2 separate regions of the Mus musculus genome follow, and region 1 is linked to region 2. Evidence: chromatin contacts called from public promoter capture Hi-C data. All regions are on one chromosome and are shown on one strand. Each heading gives the region's core, a stretch centred on a gene start, on an enhancer-like site or on the middle of the called end of the contact. The rest is flanking DNA. Distances are from core to core; before and after follow the strand shown.

Region 1 (5,468 bases), core at 1,746-4,245, 220 kb after region 2:
TGTCACTTCCCTGTCTGGCGTCTTCACAATTTCTCCATTCATCTCTCTGTGGAGAAATGAACACTGGTTCAATGGCCCCAGAACCAGGTGAACCCGTTCTCCCTGTACCACATAGCCTTGGATACATGCCTCTGGCTTTTTGTTGCCCTGAGCCTCCAGGGAAACCCTGGAATCCCATCTTATTCCTTTCACCAAAAACAAAATTCTTTGACATTCCAGATCTGTATTTAAGAATGTACAGAGAGGGTTGTTTGCTCCCAGCTGGCCGGGACTCAGAGGAACTGGAAGGTTAATGACTCTTTCAGCCATTGAGTTCTCAGTGGTCTGCACATTGTGTTTGCTGAATGGCTTAGCTCTGAGCATTTGATTCACAGTGTGTTTTATTGCTCTTAGCTTGGAGCAATGAAAATTAATTTGAAGGAGAAAGCAGTGGAAAATCTCACAAAGGAAATTCCAAGGGGATGAATCTATCGTTTCTTGCTGACTTCGGTTCTAATAGTGGTGCTCCAGTTTGAGGAAGACAGACATCCTGATTGCAAAATCAGATCTGTAAAGAATCAGCCACTTTTGCTGGTCCAAGTCTGTTGGGGGAAGTAGGAAAAACATGCTCTCACATATTGACTTCTCAAACTTGCTTACCCACAGGATGTGGCCCACCTCCATACTTCTCCACATGAGGCCTTCTTCAAACCTCAGAAAAGTGCTTGTCATCTGTATAAGCAATTTGATTGCATGCATAGACCTTTCCTATTGCCAAGAGTGTGGGCATTTCTCTTGTTATTCGTATATACATTTATTTTTAAGAAAGCTAATGGCTGAGTGAAAAGCTATGAACACACTGTGCTTGGTAGGGGGTCCCACTTTCCTTCCCTCTTATCTTTATCTCCTGATTGACATTTGCTTTAAAGAAATAACTGGGCTCAGTCCTTTGACAAAGTTGAATATTCGTCTCAAGCCCAAATTGCTTTAACACTGGCTAAAGGTTGTCATTTTCTCTTGCCTCGTTTAGATAAAGGGAAATTTTTCCCTTTCTGATATTCAAGTTATAAAGAATTTATGTCCTTGAAAATATAAATGTTTTGACTACAGTTTTCAGGAAATATGTCCTTTCACTCTCCTGCCGCTTACTGCTGACTTAGACTATTTCTGTGGCTCTACCATCTGTACATGGCTAGGATGGATTCTCAACTTCAGCAAAGATTTAGTGCAACCTCAAACTGTTTTAGGAAAGAAAACAGATAAAAAGCACATTTAAGATTTAAATTAATGTATTTGGGCATGCTAGTTTGCTGATGTTCTCAGATATAGTGATGTAAAAAAAAAAAAAGAAAAAGAAATGGGACTTGCCAGTTTTTATAGTCCCTAAAAGAAGAACCGAAACATTTAAATTGGGCTGCTAGCATTTATGTTGGGATCCCAGATAGATAGATGCTGTCCTTGGCAGCAGAAGAAGCTAGCTAGCCAGGAGTATGAAGTCATGTTGACTGCATCTAAATTAGTCCCCTAGAATTCCAAAGGGAGGCTTGCTATTAACCATGGCTGACAATGTCACTTTGACAAAGTGTATCACGGCTTTCCCCTGGCATAAAGAAATACATACCAATTTGCCTAAAAATCTTGCATGGGAAGTGGGAGGAAGGAGAGTGATATTTGGGTGTATTTCAGGTGGAGGCCAAGCTAATTGACAAATTGGACAGCCTGATGTCGGAGGGCAAAGGTGATGAAACGTACCGTGAGCTCTTCAACAGTATGTGAGTAATGTGTTTCTCTCCACTTGGTTCTATTCAGGACATCTGGTGTCGGTCCTGAGCCGTTCTGCACCACAGTAGACGAGAGCTACAGAGACAGCTTGGGTCTCATAGGAGAGCTTTGTCTTTGTGGAGTGTGAAATAAAGGATAATTGCCTACCTCTAGCAAGTGGATCTTATTATGTTGATGATTAGTTATGTCTCCTTATTTTAATCTCCGATTAGGACAGGTTGCCTATGTTACATAACAAAGCTCACTCTTTTCACGCTTGGTAATTTCAAGGGAAAATAAGGCCATTGTTATAAGATAATGATTTTAAAGAGAGTTATGAGTGGGAGAGGAGAAAAGTGTGTGATTATAACATTTGTATACAGTGTTTTCCAAAGTATGACTCTGGCTGATTTGCTGTTAGAAAATTAACTTCGTTTGTGCCTGATGATCAGCACCTGCTTCCATGCTGACCATTTTTTTTGGCTTGGGACTGTTAAATACTTCCCCAGTGCTGCTTATTAGATTGCCACCAAAGCAAGTCATTTCTAGTAAATTTGGTGTTTGGGATTTGCAAAGAGAATAGGAAAAAAAAAAAAAAAAAAAGAATGGAGTTCTAGGAAGGGACTTCTAGATGGTCCCAAGTGATCCAATGTGATCACAGTCTCAGGATGGATTGCTTGTATCAAGTATCATCTAACTGTAGGAATAGCCAGAGTTGAGGCATGATAATGTCTCAGCGCTTTGGGACTTCCCACCTGGCCTGTGGGTTTTTTTATGATCTTATAGATCTTAGTCATTTTGAACCTAGTATTTTTATAACGTATTTTTCTTTTAACCGAGAAGATTAGCACACTGAGTTTGGGGAAATGTTCTGATTTCTTTCAAGAGTGTAAAACTAATACATTTCTCTCCTAGAAAATACACCTGTGTTGGTATTAATGCCCAACCATCACCTAAGTGGCGCTCATAGCCAAGTGCAAGTCCAAGTTGACTTTACATTCATTAATTAGCAGCTGTGCAACTCTGGATGTGTGGGTTTTAAGAATGCTATCTTAAAACTGAAAGGTTTGACAATAGGTTGGGGAGTCTTCAGCTTGCCTGATTTATAGTCATTCTTGGAGCTTTCAGGAAAACTATGTAGAAAGGAAAAAGAAAGGCTTCGGGGATTTCATTTGGTAATCAGTTACATTGTGAACAACGAGTGCCATTTTCTCTTGATACTGTAATTCAGCCAAAACTTTTGCTAATTATTCACAAGCTCCCTGTTCATTCTTGTTTACAAAGTGTCTGTCTTTTACGACAGCTGGAGTTTAGCAAGAATTCAGATTAAAACCTCATCCAACATAATAAATTGCCTTTGAAAAAATGCTTTCGTTTCAGTTCCTAGTCCTTGGTTAGAACAAAGAGCTAAAATACAAAAGCATTCGGTGGAATGAAACCCTTGAGATTTGTGATTAATTATTTATAATGAATTCATAAGATTAATAAATGCATGCTCTGTTTCTTTAATGCCTCTTATCTACATTAGTAAGGGGCTGATAATTTGCAGTTTGGATTGCTTTTATATAAATATGACTGTGAAATATAAGATGTACGTTGACACTAGAATCAAAGTAATAATTAAACCTCTATAATTATTTTATATTTTAAGGGACCAGATTTGTTCAATGGATTCTTTTGTTTACTTTTAACATATTACTAGAACATAAAAAAAATCATAATAATAAAAATAAAGTTTAAAAGGGCTATAAATATTTTTCTTTAATGCTTTTATAGTCAGCATATTAGTAATAAAGCACATTCAAAGTGACAATTAAATAGCATTACTACCTTGTCTCAGGAAAGAAAGTGAGAATTCAAGTGGATTTCAAGGAAACAATAAAGTCCTTTTATTTGCGGGGCTAACAATCACAGTGGATTAGTGTAATCATGGTGAGCTGCTGCACACGTTATGAATTAGGAAGGCATAGATTCTCATTTACTCTGAAATTCATGCCTAAAACTTGATAAAATTAGTTGAGAAGATGGAAGCCTGGAAGACACTCCCTGCTTCTGAATGCTGTGCTTGGGAAATCAGCCCTTAGACGGAGACTTTGAGTCTCTGTGTCGTAGGCTTGCCAAGAATCCCTCTCACTTTCAGTAACTCCCCACAGCGTCTGCATTTGTGCTCATTATCTCTGCTTTTTGTAACAGTGGGATTCCCTATTTTTGAAAACACTGCAACCGAGGCCGACAGACCACACTGTGAGATACTCAAAATCAGGCCTCGGAGCTTATCCGCTGCATTACTGGCTCCTCTTAACTTATGATCTGGCCTTTGTGCAGGCAGGCTTGGGTTGAGCGAGGATACCACAGAGGTTCTAACACTGGGGAGGTGCAGCAGAGCTGCCACTACCCTGAGGCACCCAATTAGCTTTGCAAAGGAAAGTGGCATCCGTCTCAGTTCTCCCTACACTCTGTCCTGTCCTCCACAACTCCAAATTATTCCGAAATCCTTAAGCAAGGGTCACATGTTTCATCACTGTTTGGATTTGGGAGATTAATTCTATAACACCATGCCTCAAGTATCCCAGTCTGCTGTTTGGGTTGCTCAAGGACAGCATATATGTCAGAACAGTGTTCTCAGCATTAGCCTGGTATGATACAGAAAACCAGATTGAAAATAAAACTACCATAGTCCAGCCCCATTTCCTTCATGGTAAGCAAGACTGTAGTCTGTCCTTCTGTCCATCTGATGGGAGAATACCATTGGAAAATCCGGAACAAAACTGTGAGAAACTGTCTCTTGCTTTATGAGATGAGGTCTCAGAATACGCCACACAGGCACTAGAGCGTGGCTACAGACCAGGAGAAAACATCCAGTCTCATCCAAGGTATCGAGAAAGACCGCTTCCCTGTGTTGATAGCCTCCTCGGGTTGTATCAGGGGAAGTGTAAAGCGGGAAGATCCCCAAACGAAGGAATAAACCTAACCAAGGATGCAGATGGGCAAGGCTCTAGACTTGCTCCTAACATTTGGTCTCGAGTCACTGAAGGGTGTGCACAGCTCTGCCTCTTTTGAGAGGATGATGTAGCTCTGATTTTTGACTACATGGGAAGCTGTGAATTAATGAAAGTCATAAATGAAGCCTCTGTCTATTTTTAAAATTATTACTTAACTTGAGTTACTTGGTTTTAGCCTCTGAGTATGTGGGATGTGGGCTGTCACTTGGAGAAATTTCTGCAGCATCCTGCATGATTGGCAGGATGTGAGAACTTGGTTCAGTACCAGTTTGCGACTTATACTCAAAACTGGTACTGTTCAGGGGTTTCTAAGTGAAAACACATTTAAACAAACTAAGAGGCTGTCCCTAAGGATCAGTCAGGGCAAGCCCCACACCCCCATAAGTCACCCCTCTCTGACCAGCCCACTTTCAATCTAGAGAAGCGCTTAAAATCAGTCAGGCAAACAAATGATGTGACAGACAACAGACATGGAGAACAGACAGGATACTGGCTACTGAGGTGGAAATGGAAAGAAAATTGGGGAAAAAAAAATATATATACAGCCACAAACAGAACAAATCTTTACCACAGCAGTTTTCTTTTTACTGTTTTTTTTCCAACTAAGTACAGATTTGACAGGTTTCCATTGTATTTATGAGATACACACATACTCTGTTTCCTCCCCCCCCCCTTTTAAATCAAGATGCAAAAGAAAAAAGATTTTTGAACAGAAATGATAATCAC
Region 2 (4,938 bases), core at 2,053-4,552:
GTGTAAGAATTGTACCTTATTTGTTATCACAAATCTGTATATAACATACACACACACACACACACACACACACATACACACGCACGCACATACATGCATGCATTGCTTCAAATGCAAAACTCATGGCTAGATACTGACCCAGGTAGACCCGAGAAGGTTATAAACATATGATATTTAACTTAAACTACTTTTCAAGTCTAAAAAATTTCTGAATTAAACAACACATATGACCCTTTATTCAATGAGAAGGGATCATGGATTCCAAGGGCCTGGCATAGTGTCCTGTATGTAGTAAAGGGTCCATGAGATAAAAATAAATGTTGGCTCACTTGCCATGGTGCGATATATTTTTATTAGGTAGGTTTTCCCCAACCCCAGAGGAGAATTTCAAAAGATGTCAGCTCTTTGTCATCCCATGGAACTACTACTTTTCTTTTCTTTCTTTTTTTTTTTTTTTAAACTCTAGGAAAGTAAGTTGAAACTATTTTACTGAGATTCTGGGAAAGGAAGTAGAAGTCTTTATGGTTTTGGAGGCAGTAATGATTCAAGTATTAATTTTAATTTTGGTTTTAGTAAAGCTAGTTTATTATATTGTGTGTGTGTGTATATATGTGTGTGTGTATATATATATATATATATATATATAATATCAGCCTATGACAGTCAAGAAATTTCTATAAAATCATACTCAGAGGATCAGATGTTTAAGATCACTCTCAGCTATATAGTATGTTTAGGACCAGCCCTGAGTCACATGAGACCCTATCTCAGAGAGAGGGGGTAGGGTGGAGCAGAGACAGGCAGAGAAACAGAGAGAGACAGAGAGAGGTGACACAGAGACACAAGAGACAGACAGAGAGTGAGGCATAAGAGACATAAGAAACACGTAGAAAACGGTGCTATCTGAGATTTAATTGCCCTAACCCATTTACCTAATCTTAGAGATGAGATTCTAGGCATTTTTGACAGGAGACAAATGTAACCAGCTGCCATCCACCACACCTTTCCAAAGCTATCGTCCTTGTAACTTTTTCTCCTGAGGCCAGTGACAGGCAAGCAAGAGTCTAAGAATTTGTAGGAAAAATTAAATTGACTAATTAGAAGATATCTAAGAGATCATCAGCAGTCCTTTGGAAAAGCCTGAGGACGATGTGAGGTGCCATACTTACAGTAATGTAGGTGCCATACTTACAGTAATGTAGGTGCCATACTTACAGTAATGTAGGTGGCTTTCCTATGGAAGCAGCATCATTTCAGCTAGAACAAGAGTCATGAGACGGGTAAAGATTTGCAGTTTAAATCAGGGGTAGTTAAATGTCAATTTTTCATATTGTTGACCTTATTGGTACTAGATAAATCCTCTTTTCTATGCTTCTTTTCTTCGTTTTTCTCTTTGTTTCTCTCCCCTTCTTTTCTTCCCTCTCTCCCTCACCCATTTTTGCTTCTCTTCAGTCAACCTTTACCAGGTGTTTTTGAATATTTAGTGCAAGTACATGAGGAAGAAGTTTGTGACACCGAAATACTAAAGACTGCTACGCAGGAGAAAGACAGACAGAGGGAGAATGCAATAAACGTTGGGAGCAGTAGAAAAGCGCTGTGTAATAGCTGTCCTAATTCTTGTCAGGCCTGGGGATGGATAGGAGTGCTAGATGCATTTGGAGTAAAGTTCTGCCATGGACTGTGGTTAAGTCCAAATCATATTGCAACCAGTGCTCTTATTTTCAAAACAATAAAAGTTATATAGAACACATTGTCTTTCCCTCCTGCAACATGGTTATGAGGAATGCTGTACAGCGAGCCATTTGCTGTCAGCTGTTCCCATAAGCCTGTGCCTGAAAAGTTTTCTTGCTCTCAGAGAAGGTGATGTAGTTGGGTGGATGCCGGGCTTTGGGCACTTGAATGGCTACTGTTTACCTTATGCACTTTCCGTCTAGTCCTTTGGAGACACTGGTTATTTGTTACATTGTTAGGGAATGAATTCATAAACCTCCAGGATCTTGTAGCTAGAAGGCATACGGGGCGGGCTAACAGAGCTCAAATCATTGACTTTTTGTTCTGACACTGCTTATTTGTTTGTTTGTTTTTTTCTTTTTATTCATTTCCAGGTGTGAATTAGGGCTTAAGATCTTGATGTGTCTTCATTTTGGCTGTTTATTTTAGTAAAACTCTGTTAGGACAGCCTGTGACTTCAGATAGTCTTCCAGTCTTTGTCTGAGGAATCCATACATTCAGCTCCTTGGGTTCTGCCAACTTTACTCCATTCTAAAAGTCAGTGTGACTGAAACACACTCTTAGTCTTTTCCCTCAGAAGTCTGTCAGTCACTGGTGTCATCACTTCCTTCTGAGATACTGATGTCCCTTCCTTCTTCCTGTGTACTGAGATCAAATGGCACACACCTTTTATTCCAGTGCTTAAGGAGGCAATGCAGGCAGATCTCTGAGTCTTGTCTCCATAGCAAGTTCCAGGACATCCAGGGCTACATAGTGAGACTTTGTTTCCAACAGAAAACCACACACAAAGAAAACAACTAACAAACTAACCAGACAGAAGCTCTTTCCAGAGAAAGCCACCTATTTACCCCCAGCTTAGCTGGGGTAGCTCTCTCTTGCTTCCACCCTTTGCTGTTCCTTTCTATGCCGCTAAACATTTCCAGGTGCGCATCCTTTCTCTGCTACACAGCACTGAACTGGCTTCTCTTACTCTATGGCTGGTGTCAGGTGTCCATCTGCTTCTGTTTGCACAGCCACCTTTGACAACAGCAGCAGCCAGGGGTACCACCAACAAAAAAGTCTCTACTGTGTGGGCATCGCTCCATTCAGTCCTCCCAGCAACTGTGTGAGGTAGCTGGCGTTTTCTCCATTTCACACACAAGGACAGATGGAGACTTTTTTTTTCCCCCCTAAATCTTCCAATGAGAGTTAGAATTGAAAGTCAATGAAATCATTCCTACTGTAAGGTCCTGCCTTTTAATTACAGCACTCTATGACTCCTCTCATTAGGCTGAGTATCCCTTGAAGCAAAAATTGCATGTTTAATTACAGTTGCCTGAGTTTAAAGGAGAAATGGACTACGGGTGGAGCTTTTATAACTGACTCAGGTTACATATCCAAGGCTAACTTTTTCTCAGAACAAACATATTGAGGATGGGAAAACTTTTTTTCATTCATTGTCTGGTAGTGCTAATGTCAAATGCCGTGTAGCTCAGCACAGCTAGTCACTGTTCCTGAAGGTACTGCAGTATGTTTTAAATGTCAGGCAATTCACTGCTCGGCAGGAGGCACATTTGGGGAGAAGCCAGAGAATAGAAGTTGGTTAATCATCATAGTGATATTACTCATTAATAGTCCTCTTTCCGGTTGTGTTACATTGTTTCAGCTGCTTATTTTTGTGCTAACTCATCAAAGCAACAATTCCCTAGTGAATCACTTGTTGATAAAGGAAGCAAGCATAGCCCTTTCTTACTGGGTGACACGGAAAGGATCTTGGGACTGGGATCCTACAGGAGCCTGAGCACTGCTCATAAAGTACCCAGGATGCAGGGGTGAGTCTGTACTTGCACTCCAGTTTAAGTTGGTACATAGTGCTCACCATGAACTGATAAGATTGTTAATGACAACAAGCAGCCTGGCTTCATACTCATAGGTGTTTGCTGTCCTATTCCAAGGCAGTGACATGGCAAACCCCACAAAGTTCCCTGGGGATTATTTAAGTGGTAGCCTTTCTGTGATACCACATGCTTTGTACTCCTATCCCACCCTGAGGAGGTTTTTTTTTCCCCCCTCAGAGGAAATGGATGCAAGTCACGACTATTAGTTCTAGAAGAGCTGGCAGCAAGCTCATTTCTGCCCGTTTCTTACAAGTCATGCTGTTTTGAAATAGGCAGCAGCCCTCATCTTGTGCCCTGTCGTTTATACAGTGCATTTTTCCTTCCTCTCAGTACCCAGTGAGAATATAGAAGACTTTCTTTTCTCTCTCAATACATTTTGTAATCTATCAAGACTGAGCCTATGTTGCACCTCGGGGAACACCTCTATGGCAGACTCATTGCCACAGTCCTGTCACCCGCTCAGGGTGCCCTCTATTGCTCTGTCAACAACATAGAATTGGCTTGCGGGCTCCTGACGAGTTATTCCCCATTAAGATGTAAGGGGTGGATATCCTAATAGTTTCCAGTTTGAATTTTGGAGTAGCAACTTTTTTTTTTCACCAAGTAAATGTGACTGATCTTCAATTACCATTGTAATAATGTTCATTGGGTGAAATTATTGCAACAGAGGTACATGAAGGGTTGTGACGTCAGGTATGAATCCACTGCATGGAGATAGCTAGCTTGTTTACTAGAAAGCGATGAGTGGGGGGGGGGTTCTCTACAAGGACAGAACCATCCATGTATGTGGGTGTTTCTGTTGTTGGACTTGCACATGTGTTTCTATGAGTGTAGAGGACAGAGAGATTGATGCCAAGTGCCTTTCTTCACCTTATTTTTGAGATAAGGTCTAACACTGAAACTGGAGCTCACCAATTGGGACAGATGAGCTAGTGTTGAAATAAACTTTGCAAGTCGTCTAGTCTACTGAGATTAAATCCAGCTGTATGCTTAAGTGCTGTCATACTAGGCCAATTAAATTAGAGCCTCTGGGCTGGAGCCTATGGTTGCAGCTCCATAGGACATCTCTCTAATCAGTGGAGAGCCATGTAGTAGCATAGGTTTTAAGGGCCAGCTTTCTTAATGAGTTATTTGTTGGGTGCTCAGTGAACCAGACACTGTGCTATACTTTGAAAATACAGTGAGGACCTGTTGTCCTGACTCATAAAGTTCATGTTTTACTAGGCAAGAAGTATCAAGAGTGATTATTGTATTGGGGTATAACACTCAATAGTAGTTTACTTTCTTGCTCTGGGTTTGAGTTTTAGATCTTCAAACAAACAAACAAACA

Evidence for each region. Capture Hi-C pulls out chosen DNA fragments and counts their contacts.
Region 1: a contact with region 2 is called in a promoter capture Hi-C map of liver. The contact joins two enhancer-like sites. A contact is called at or near these places in 1 of 15 datasets of contacts at CTCF or cohesin (the NIH/3T3 cell line) and 1 of 9 other capture datasets (liver).

The regions. Positions count from the first base shown.
Region 1 is chr12:40,788,411-40,793,878 of GRCm38.p6, forward strand. It overlaps Dock4 (dedicator of cytokinesis 4), which reads left to right. Exons shown (of 53, transcript NM_172803.2): 32 at 1,666-1,751. Among named protein-coding and RNA genes, the nearest start is that of Immp2l, 230 kb to the right of the region's middle. Within about 2 kb of position 2,996, at least 25 of the 459 cell types and tissues checked have an H3K27ac peak or open chromatin away from gene starts, as enhancers often do. A contact at or near this core is called in liver, where this site is marked.
Region 2 is chr12:40,565,884-40,570,821 of GRCm38.p6, forward strand. All of the region lies in intron 1 of Dock4 (dedicator of cytokinesis 4), which reads left to right. Among named protein-coding and RNA genes, the nearest start is that of Dock4, 120 kb to the left of the region's middle. Within about 2 kb of position 3,303, at least 54 of the 459 cell types and tissues checked have an H3K27ac peak or open chromatin away from gene starts, as enhancers often do. A contact at or near this core is called in liver, where this site is marked.